Regions from separate parts of the Mus musculus genome. Here all the other regions are linked to region 1. A link is a contact called in public promoter capture Hi-C data. All regions are on one chromosome and are shown on one strand. The core of a region is the stretch at or near the end of the contact, and the rest is flanking DNA. Distances in the headings are between cores, read along the strand shown.

The links. Promoter capture Hi-C pulls out the DNA fragments that hold promoters and counts their contacts.
Region 2: a promoter capture Hi-C map of liver shows a contact between it and region 1, with 3 times the contacts expected there. The contact joins two enhancer-like sites. A contact is called at or near these places in 1 of 39 promoter capture datasets (liver) and 1 of 484 Hi-C or Micro-C datasets (liver).
Region 3: a promoter capture Hi-C map of liver shows a contact between it and region 1, with 2.3 times the contacts expected there. The contact joins two enhancer-like sites. A contact is called at or near these places in 4 of 39 promoter capture datasets (embryonic stem cells, hippocampal neurons, liver and 1 more), 1 of 15 datasets of contacts at CTCF or cohesin (the NIH/3T3 cell line), 1 of 484 Hi-C or Micro-C datasets (liver) and 1 of 115 datasets of contacts at active chromatin or transcription factors (bone marrow-derived dendritic cells).

The regions. Positions count from the first base shown.
Region 1 is chr6:17,175,406-17,178,983 of GRCm38.p6, reverse strand. No RefSeq gene overlaps it. Among named protein-coding and RNA genes, the nearest start is that of Gm4876, 5.4 kb to the right of the region's middle. Within about 2 kb of position 1,628, at least 29 of the 459 cell types and tissues checked have an H3K27ac peak or open chromatin away from gene starts, as enhancers often do. A contact at or near this core is called in liver, where this site is marked.
Region 2 is chr6:16,695,522-16,699,099 of GRCm38.p6, reverse strand. No RefSeq gene overlaps it. Among named protein-coding and RNA genes, the nearest start is that of Gm36669, 80 kb to the left of the region's middle. Within about 2 kb of position 1,674, at least 5 of the 459 cell types and tissues checked have an H3K27ac peak or open chromatin away from gene starts, as enhancers often do. A contact at or near this core is called in liver, where this site is marked.
Region 3 is chr6:17,484,208-17,487,785 of GRCm38.p6, reverse strand. The region is part of intron 1 of Met (met proto-oncogene); the gene reads right to left. Among named protein-coding and RNA genes, the nearest start is that of Met, 22 kb to the right of the region's middle. Within about 2 kb of position 1,810, at least 26 of the 459 cell types and tissues checked have an H3K27ac peak or open chromatin away from gene starts, as enhancers often do. A contact at or near this core is called in liver, where this site is marked.

The sequences.
Region 1 (3,578 bases), core at 379-2,878:
TTGAACTATGAGGATACATTTTTATGTGTTATGTTGTTAGGTTATGGAAATGATTTACTAATGTGATAGTAGACCAATTTGCAAGGTCAATCCTCCTTTCTCTGCCAACTTCATAGCTGTAGTTGATTAAACATGTTGAGTCATATCAGTGGGTCTATAAATAAGGAAAATACTAGAACTATATGCATATGGAAACAGTAGGTTAAATTTTTTTACACATCCCAAACCACCTCTAAGCCTTTTTCCCACGACAACTGCAGTCATTACACGGTTTCTGGATTATGCTTGAAGATACATGTTGCTGCTTTCTTAACTGCTTCCTGAATATTTTGCAAAGTCTAAGGTTTAGGTTGTGATATTCATTCAATGTTACAAAAATATAAAACTACCCTTCAGGGAAAAAGCATCAGTTTTCACATTATCTTTTAGCCCATAGGCAACTGACATGCTTGAGTTGTAAATGAAAGCCTATATTTGGATCTGAAAATACCTGACTCATGTATTACTGATAATCTTATAAACAATGAGGACAATCTTATAAACAATGAGGACAATGAGGACAATAATCTTATAAACAATGAGGACAATGAGGATACATCAATGGTGTGTCTGTGTTGTAAGCTGGCTTGAGTTTCTTTACTTTTTCCCCCTTAGTTTTTACTTTCAAGATATCTTTTATTTACAGGTCTTTCTGAAATATCTCTGTTAGAAAGTATCGATTACAAACACTGGAATCTGAACTAAAATACAAACTCCAGTAATAATTAAAGGGTGCAGTTAAATGTTATCCAAAGAAAATGCTGGACAAGAACTATTTTTCCAGTTTGACATCAGAGTAGTTTAAGCTTTATTTAGATATCAATGTACAATTTGATGTTTCCTATTAAGGTTATCTTATTTGGAGAACTCTTAATGGGTTAGGTATTTGTTGTTCTATGTTAAAAATAAATAAACACTTTTTATTTTATAGCTGTGTGCATCTACGAAGAACTAACACCTCTAAGATTGTGTGCCAACATCAGAAACAAAGCCCAATTATAGTCAAACACAGCAATCGCTCATCGGGATTCTTATGAACTTTCCCATGTCTAGGCAGATGTTACTCATTGATCGTGGCCAGAGGCAGCCTAGGATCTTTCTTCTATAGTGTTGTAGGAAGGTGCACTCAGGCAGCCAGGGACAGCAAAGAAAGAAAACCAACTGATTCTGAATAGATTGAGAAAAATAGAGTATGACACCATATCATGTGTGTGTGTGTGTGTGTGTGTGTGTGTGTGTGTGTGTATGTATGTGTGTGTCTAGAGAGCCTAAACAGATCTGCTCTTAACAAATTAAATACAATGAGCCTTTCATTTGTAACAAAAAAAATAAATAAATAAATAAATAAAGTACCACCCAAAAGTTGTTTATCTGTTTCTTTCTTTCTTTTTTTTTTTTTCTTTCTAAGTTCTTTTGGGTGTTCAGAACAGAGAAAGCATTTCGTCTATGAAGCAATCGGTTTTAGAAAGGGAAGTTAGCAACAATCAAAGCCTCAGGAATTCCCTTCCACAGGAACCTTGGCCTTGCAGCTGAAGGGCTGGGCGATTCAAAGGAAATCTGCTGCAGAGTTTCCTAGGCTGGGGAAGCACACCCTGACCCAGAGGGTGCTCTTGTGTGGAAGGCCAACGCTAGTTAAGAATAGAAACAAGCTGTGTGGCCAGAAGGCTGAGAATGATTTCCTCATGTCTGTTGTCATCGTTGTCCTGCAGTTTTCTCTATGCCTCCCTTCTTTCTGCCATCTCCTTGTCCCTGGCCGTAAACTTTAGTGATGGGTGCAATAGCAACAGCACGTGAAACAGAAGACCAAATCAGAATTTCTTCTTTGAAGGCATGTGAGAGGAACAGGTTAAACCTCTACCAAAAGAATGTTAAGAGTGTGGCCTCGACGAGTCTCTAAGAGAACAAGCCAACTGCAGATTTGTATCTTATTTTCAAGGAAGGAGGCCAGCGCACTCCCTGCATGGCCTGGGTAACACAAGTCGTACGGAATCACCACTGGCTTTTCTGGTTTCTGAAAACTTCAGAGAGAAGGAGTTCAGCTCAAATCTCTCCCAACTAATTTAAAAATAATGCAAATCTTTTTTTAAACCAAGAAAATAATGAGTGAAAATTATTGGACGCTAAGGGGAGGCTTTTTGCAATAAATGAAGGTGACTAGCTATGAAAGTCAAGAGAAAAGTATGCCTTTCTTCACATTGTCAATAATGAGTTAGAAAGCTTGATAATGAGAGCCATTCACGAGAGCATGTAACATAATCATACCCAGGAATGAACAGAAAACCTACAAGACTTTAATGGAAGGACATTTAAAAACCACTTCAAAACTTCAATTCCTGCGCAGTGAAAAAAACATTCCCTTTGTAAACAAACAAACAAAAAGACTAGCATTTAGTACTATGGCGCCCAGAGGCACCACAGACAGAGCCATCCCGGACGATGGGAGAATCACAAGCTAGATACTGACTTGGTTTCTATCTTAACATTGGCTCTAGATCTTCGGCTATGTTACCATTTTGTCTTTTCTAAAAGGGAATTCTTTAAAACTATGTAGCTTTTCATTACACATACATTGCATCTTAGATATGACATAATGTAACCCTCATTCTTTGTGTGGAACCCTGATCTCCGAGATGCCAGCAAAGTTTACTGGGAACTTGGTATTTCTAATGCCTGAGTTATGTTCTCTCACCCAGAACCCTGGAAAAGCATTACCCTGAAAACCCAAATAAAGTAGTACTATGCACCCATTTTTGAAGACAGCAATCTAACAAGAAAAGGCAATTTCATTTAGAAATCAAATTAATAAATAATTTACGTTTCCCCAGAAGAAAATGCTGTTTCCATCTGTTAACCCAGAATAATGATTTCCAATTTCCAGTGATAATTCAGCTCTATTTTAATATTAAATTTGCATTTATTTAAACATTTATTAGTTAACTGTGTATTTGTGCATGCTTGTACTCATGTGTTAAATGTGTGTCAGTACCTACATAGACCAGGATAAGGCAGCAAGGTATCCCAGAGTCGGAGTTACTGGAAGTTGCGGGCCACTGAATGTGCACACTGGAAACAACTCAGATCCTCTGGAAAAGCAAGCACTCTTAACTGCTGAGGCATCATCTCGCCAGCCCTGATACTCAGTTCTCGATATCGGAACTTTTAAACACACAGGTTCATTTGCATTGTTTTTATTGACCCTGTCCAGTCCAGCGATGGTGTACTTTGGTTATCGACACTGGTTAAATTACTGTATGTGGATGGCATTGGTAATGTTGGAGTACTTAAGTCTTGGAATATCTGTTAGTGGGTCCTATAGGGACATTTCAATAAACTCACTAGTTTTCCTGGATTTTGGGAAAGGAAAATCAGAAATCTTCTGTCTCAAATTGTCAATACTAAATCTAAAACAAATCTCCCTGACAATACTATGTTAAGTTCCTTTGCTCAGATCCCTTCTGGTTAGCATTCAGAGAAGGTACCTGTGGAGAGCCCTGCTGCGAGCAATCGCCATTATAAGATGGCACTAGCTTCCACTGTGC
Region 2 (3,578 bases), core at 425-2,924, 480 kb after region 1:
AATTGAGCTAAGTTGCTCAATCATGAAAGGTTTTTTGACGTTTACGGATGAAAAGATGATTTAAAAACGAAATGTGCAAATGGGATGTGACCAGCAGCTTTCTCTGGGGCCCCACTGTGGAAGATTGCTGCATCCTGAGTTCTAAAGACACATCATGAATATTTTGCATTGCACAGGCTCACACCCACGTGATGACAGCCATGCTTACTGAGACACCAACACTCAGATTAGGACTCTCCCATATAATGAATTCCGTTTTGTTTAACCCTCATACAAAATTTTCTCCTCTTGTGGAAATATAGTGGTTTCATCACAGAAAACAAAGACTTTTAGTGTTTCCCTACCATCATTCCTCAGCAGGAATCTGTTATAATAGAAAATCCCGGGATTATATTGTGCTTGAGTGTTTGCTCTTTGAGTTGCTGACTTGAATTTCATAAACCTTGCTAGATGAATATGAACTGTGAAGCTTGAGAATTAGAACAATATTTCAATTGTTTCTGAAATGGCCCCAAACATACTCCTGTAACTTTGGGCTAAATACCTATATAAAGTGGCATTCTCAACAGTGATGACTATAAAATCAGTTTGCTCAACTCTTTAAAAAGGCAAAATGCACTGGGTTCTGTAACATTGTATTCTACTCATATTTGACTACTTGTGAAAATGCATCCAACCTCACCAGTATGTAGACTTGCCTTTTGTCTTTTCTTTAACAAATGTATTCTAAATAGCTAGTTCTGTGTGTATATGTGTTTGTGAGTGTAAAGTCCAGAAGTGAACCTTGGATATCATTCCTCAAGTGTTCTCCACCTTGATTTTCAAGAGAGAATCTCTCACTTGCTTGGAGCTCGTCAAGTTGACTGGCCAGTCACCTTGGGTCTCTGGGTCTCCGGGTGGGGTTACAGGTTTGTGCCATAATACATGGCTTTTCCACGTGGGTCTGAGCATCAAACTCAGGTTCTCATGCTTAGATGGAAAACACCTTACCAACCAAACTGTCCCCCCAGTACCTCATTGTTTTTTGAAGTTCTTTATAATATATTAGTTCATACTTGATTCGTTTACCCACTTTAAATACATACCTAAAGTCCGGTAAGAATTGCTCAGTCGATAAAAGGCTTATAAGTAGGAAAGTGTGCAAAGCCTTGGTTTGAGTGAACTTCATGTTTACCAAACAGTTTTTCCCCACAATAAACTTTGCTTGAGTTTTTAGAGAATAGACTATTATGGATTGGTATTTTTTCAGTTTAACCTCTGGGAAGAATCATTTTGGTTATTCCTCGTAGACATGGAATAATGTGATATATGAACTAGTAAGATGGCTTTTTGTCAAAAGATAAACAGGACCTGAGCTCCTTTCACTCCTGCAGCACTATGCTTTTCTCTGTTGCAAGCAAGGAAGGTATGTCAAAATACAAAGAGAATTTGTTATCTCCTGGAGGGTCCCAGAGTCCCTCCTGCTAACATGTAGCACTCTGCTTTTTTTTTTTTTCAGGACATGAAATGAAACAGGGAGAGTTTGTAAGTGACTCAGGAAGTTCACTCTGCTCATCTGGCATTCATGCTGTAGGTGACACAGGCACACATCCAAAAGCTTTACCAGGGTTATCAGATCCTACCCTGTGTGGCCTTTCTCCCACATTCAGTAACCATTTGACCTGGTTTGCTGTTTCTCCTGCCCGAGGTGACTCCGAGAACACAATGGGAGTCAATGAGGCTCAGACTGGTAGAGGATTGTGTAGTTACCCATCTCTAAAACAGTCCACACACATCTAAACCAGGAGTGAAACCTCTCGCTGTTGCGAAGCTGCTAAAAGTCTACTCAGAATCCCTAGGTGGCATTGAAAGCATTCAGACTCATTTCATTCACATGTCAGGTAAAGACTTTCATTTAGCAGCGAGATGAATGCTGAATAATGGATCTTTTGAATAATGTAATTAAGAATTCATTAGGGGGGACTTAAAAAAATGACAGAAAGCAATGTGTGTGTACTCCCTCCTCTGAACTCCCAAAATGTATCATACAGTTGATGATTAAAAAAAAAAAATCAGCAGAGAACCAATTAGAAAATACTGGCATTTCATTTACAAAATACTGACATTAAAATTCAATGAGGAACAAATATATGTTTGAATTTATTAGAAATTATGTTAAATCAGGATTAAAGATCATTTTTATTATTTTAAAATGTGCTCATAATATGACAAAGGACTTAACCAACAGTCTTTTCCTGAAAAGATCCCTCAGCGTTCCCTGTGTGAACCTTACAATATTGAAGAAATTCACTTTGTTCCTGGATAACTGATTTAAATGAGAAATGGCAAACTTCTCTTTCTATTCTTTGCTTTATTTTAATTTAAATGATGAAGAGGTTTAAAACAGACCCGAATGAATGCAACAGCAGGTTAATTTGCCTGTAACAAAAGCAAATGCATCTCTCTCTCTCTCTCTCTCTCTCTCTCTCTCTCTCTCTCTCTCTCCTCTCTCTCTCTCTCCTGTTAAGGAACAGGAGAGAGGAAGGATGGGCAAAAAATGATGGTGGCGCTTCTCAGAGTTCAGACATCTCAGGGAGATTAGCACCCCTGACCTCAATTACAGCATCCACATGCATCCACTCCTGGGTAAGAGGCCAGCCAAGAAAAGGCCAGAGTTTGTTGACATCAAAGCTTAGTGACTAGAGTCTAGGAGACTTCTCTACCTGGGTAACAATAGTGCATGTTAGTGTGTGTGTGTGTGTGTGTGTGTGTGTGTGTGTGTGTGTGTGTGTGAAAGGGAACATTTGAATCTTGGAACTACATCTTCATAGCGTAATTGACCATCTCTCTTTACTGTGGAGAGTGAGCACATTGCACACGGTGCTCTGTGTCTTTCCTTTGGTTTGTTACAGGTAAGGTGATATGAGCATAAAATTTATTATATCCTTTCCATCAGTTGCTTTGTCAATTACATGAGAAGCTCCAAAATCAAAAGAATGAATGAATTCATTGGCTTTCATTGTTAAGTATTTGATCATTTGTATTAACACATGGGCTCAAATTCCTTTGTTTCACTACTTTCTGATTTACTTAAAGTATACTGCCTTGAAGACTAAATCAACTTAAAGGAGCTGCATCTGAGCCTTAAGGAGCTGTGCACATTGACCTGGGAACAGCTCCATTTTCCTGTTTCCACCCGGCCCCCCAGGGGAGCTAGGAGCTAGGCTCTTAACTCACAGTTAGGAGAAGGTAAATGATCTAATGACCTTCTCTGAAAAGTTAAAAATAAAAACACCCCTGCCCCTGATGGAATTACTCCTCCAGATGGTCTTTGGGGGCTTAGTGCTGACTGAAATCTTAAGGTTTCCATTTTCATTCCGAAGATCACTTCTTTACATGATTTCTCCTAGCTAATTGGAAACAGTATGACCTAATGGAAGGAACAAAGGATAACGGACTGCAAATGTTGAGGTTTAATCCAGGCCCTGTCAGTGACTACTGCTTAGCGTTTCAACCACATTACATAGACCTTTCAGCTTTATTTTGCTGTATTTATTTTGTGTATGAGAATTTCTAACTCCAGAGTAGTGTATGCCCAT
Region 3 (3,578 bases), core at 561-3,060, 310 kb before region 1:
GAAGTTGATTAGTATCCTCTTCTGGATGAGGGTGCTTGACAGAAGTCACCCAGTGTGAACCAAGACTCAATCCATGCCTAGCCGACAGTCGCCCATGCCCAGATGCTTCATTAACACCGAGAGAGAGAGAGAGAGAGAGAGAGAGAGAGAGAGAGAGAGAGAGAGAGAGAGAGAGAGATCACTGCCGGAGCAGGTTTCCCCATCAGAGCTCCAATCCCAGCCCTTCCCTGTCTAGCCATGTGACTTAAGGTCATTCATTCACCTCTGCACCCACAGCTCAATATTCTCATGGGATTGTTTTTTTTTTCCATTTTTTATTAGGTATTTAGCTCATTTACATTTCCAATGCTATACCAAAAGTCCCCCATACCCACCCACCCCCACTCCCCTACACACCCACTCCCCCTTATTGTTTTTAAGTATAAAAAAAGAGCGGACAGTTCGAAGATACATGACCATCTTAGAGTATATATGGCGACTGGAGCTGAACTTGCTATTTTTAAGTGTACTTCTCATTGTTCAGAAATATACTAGAATTTTTTTTTTTTTTGATGCTGGTGAGGGAAACAAGAGGGAATAAAAAATAAGGATAGGAGACAAATTGTCATATCAGTCCAGAGTACATTTTATGAAAAATTGTTTCTTAACACGACACACATCAGTATATCTTCCAGGAATGAGAACACAATCTTTATATTTTTCTCCAAAAAACTGAAGGTAAATAAATGAATGCTGACTCCCTAAGGGAAGGCCAAGCAATCTTATAACTCATTTGCATCCAAGCTGACCCAGTAGTGCAGTATTGAGTGTGCATGGCTTTTAGGTTTTCTCTTGTGAAAGAAGCTTCAGAATAATCTTTATTTTGTTTTTACATTCTGACGAGTTACCTATGTTTTTAAAATAAGAAACATGTTCTAAGGTTTATATGTATGTCACGTACCGTGCTGATGCTTAACAAACTAAAATCCAGCAAATGTATGAATGAGATTTTTGTTGTTGTTGTTGTTGTCTCATTGGATGGGACAGCAAATCAGAAGTAAGCTAGCAGGGAGGAAGGATGCTATTAATCACTTAATACACACCATTTTCTAGACCATTCTGTGCAATTAAGACTTGACCTGCCCACAGAGGTGTGTGTTGGTGAGAGCCGAGTGCCACGGGCAGACTCTGGTGCCCAGTGCACAGACACATACTCTGGTCAGGTGTATTATGGGATCCACCTCATTTCTGAGGGAGGCTCTTTGAATTCTTTGAGGAGTAGATGTTAGCATAGTGTCTGGCCCATGGTAGGTATGATCACTGTTCTTTCCTAGACTCGGAAAACATGGGTGGGTATCTATGATGTTTCAGAGACTGAGAAGAGTTGAAGGTGATTAAATTACTTTCAAACCATCAATGAGAATACAGAGTGATGGGAAGGAGAGACAATCACACAGCAGCTTAAACTCAAGGCGAGAAGTTCAAAGAAGGGAAATGTAGCCAGGCTATAGAGTTAAGTAGACTTAGCAATCAATTAGGATGCTTTTCTCATAATGCATTCATAATCTCGAGTAGTAGAAGCTAGTTTCAGTTTGTGGCAATGGAGCTACGTTGTATGACCCAAAGTAAGTCACTTAACTTCTTGGGCATCTTTCCCGATTGTAGAGTGAGTTTTGAACCAGTAGCATGCGTCAGTCCCCTAGCACTAGCTCAGTTACACCTGTCTTGTGAGTTTCTTCCCGACTTACATTTCAGCCACCTTATCTTGACAACCAAAAGTCAGCATGATGGGAGTGTTATTTCACAGGGATTGGCAAATATTGCACATTAGAGCTTTGTCCTTCCACCCTGGAATGGTTATGAAATATTTACTGGCATTCCTGAAGTGAACCAATCAACTCCAATGTATGTTCCAACTGTGACAATCCTGATCTCTGGGACTGCTTTTCTACAATTACCCGTCACTCCGGGGCCATCAACCTGAATATATGAGAATCGTGTTTACCTCACGACTCCAACTTTCTCCCCTAGCTCTATGCCAAACCGGGCTAGGACAAAAATTTGAATGTTTATGATGGTAGAGACTTCAGAAATATTCTCACTTCCATATATTTCTGCCTCCATCCATTGAATCCTGTGATGGGTCTGAATCAGACTTCAACACAGAATGTCTTGCTCTCTACTTCTCTTCGTTTTTTTTTTTTTCTTTTTGAAATAGTGCGAGTCATTTAACTGATTTTTTGACTAAATAAAACGTACAAAGATGATTCAAACAGACTGACTGATTCATTCCCTTGAAATGTGCACATAGCAGATGAAACCAAATCACCTATAAAACATTTTCTTATTTCTCTGCAGTTGGTTGCAAGAATACGCTCACTGAACAAACATTTCCTGGGAATGAGCACCCCTGTGCCATCTTGGTCATTAAGTTTGTGGTATTTAGGAGTCTCTTCATGAAAGACTGCCTGTTAACTATGAATTTGGGCTCAGGCCAACCTTCCAACCTGCCATTCAACTCTTCTCTACTACCTATCCGTTTCTAGTTTTCTTAGTGAACTACTTGGTCGCAGCATTGCCCCCAAGTCTAGCAATGTGGAGGATTCTCTAGGTTTCTATTGAGCAGGGTCTGTGCTTGCCAGCAATTCTATCAGCAGCCAAAGCATAGTGCTGTATTTAAGGACTGATTCCTCAGGGAAGTTTTCAGCAGGTGTAATGGGACATTACATCTTTTTAAAGGAGGAAAAACTTCATAAACTTTGACACAATTAACTTTGCTTTAGGGACTGATTTTTCCTAGAAGTCACATGGTATGTTACTCTGTTGAAAGCACCTTCTAGTTTGCAAGATATCCTCAGCTATATAATTTTTTTCCTAATTACAGTCATAAGGCAACTATTATTCTGATTTTTTCAGATGACATGTGTGTTGGAAGAGAATGAAATGTTAGCCAAAGGTGCACATGGAATCAAGGTCCCCTCAGTACTTATAAATTTGTAAAAACACACGATGCCTGTTTGAACTGTGCTTAATTAGTCGCAATTCTAGGGGAAAGGTTGTATTCAAAAGACATAGTACTTAAGTGAACAGTTATTTATATCCGCTCAGCTCCTATTGTCTCTTCCTCTGGCAGCTCTTTCGAAATCCCTCACTACCCCATCTACTGAGATTGCCCATCAATCATGATGCTCTCTTCTCACTGCAGGAAGAGGACGCTCACCAGTCTGGCGTTTCAATGAGCTCTAGTCGTCTGAGCCAGTGCTCAGTTAGGGTGAACATACGACCAAAGCAAGGACAACCATATGGATGCTGGCAGAGAATCACTCATGTTCAGAGATTCCAAAGATACAGATGATACTACCTTGCAGTCTCTGAGGACCATCTTGGCTACTGTGTGGGGAGAGCCAGCCTGAGTGTGAAGCTGATGCTGCAGGCAGAAAAGCTTAAACATGGAGAGGTGGAGGCTCTCACTACCAGTTGGCTATCTGTATCCCACCATGTTTTAAGGTTACAGGAGCCAGTAAAATTGTTTCTTGCATTCTTCCTTTTGGGTCAGCAGTTTCATAATGATTCCTTTATTCCTTGCAAATCACATACAA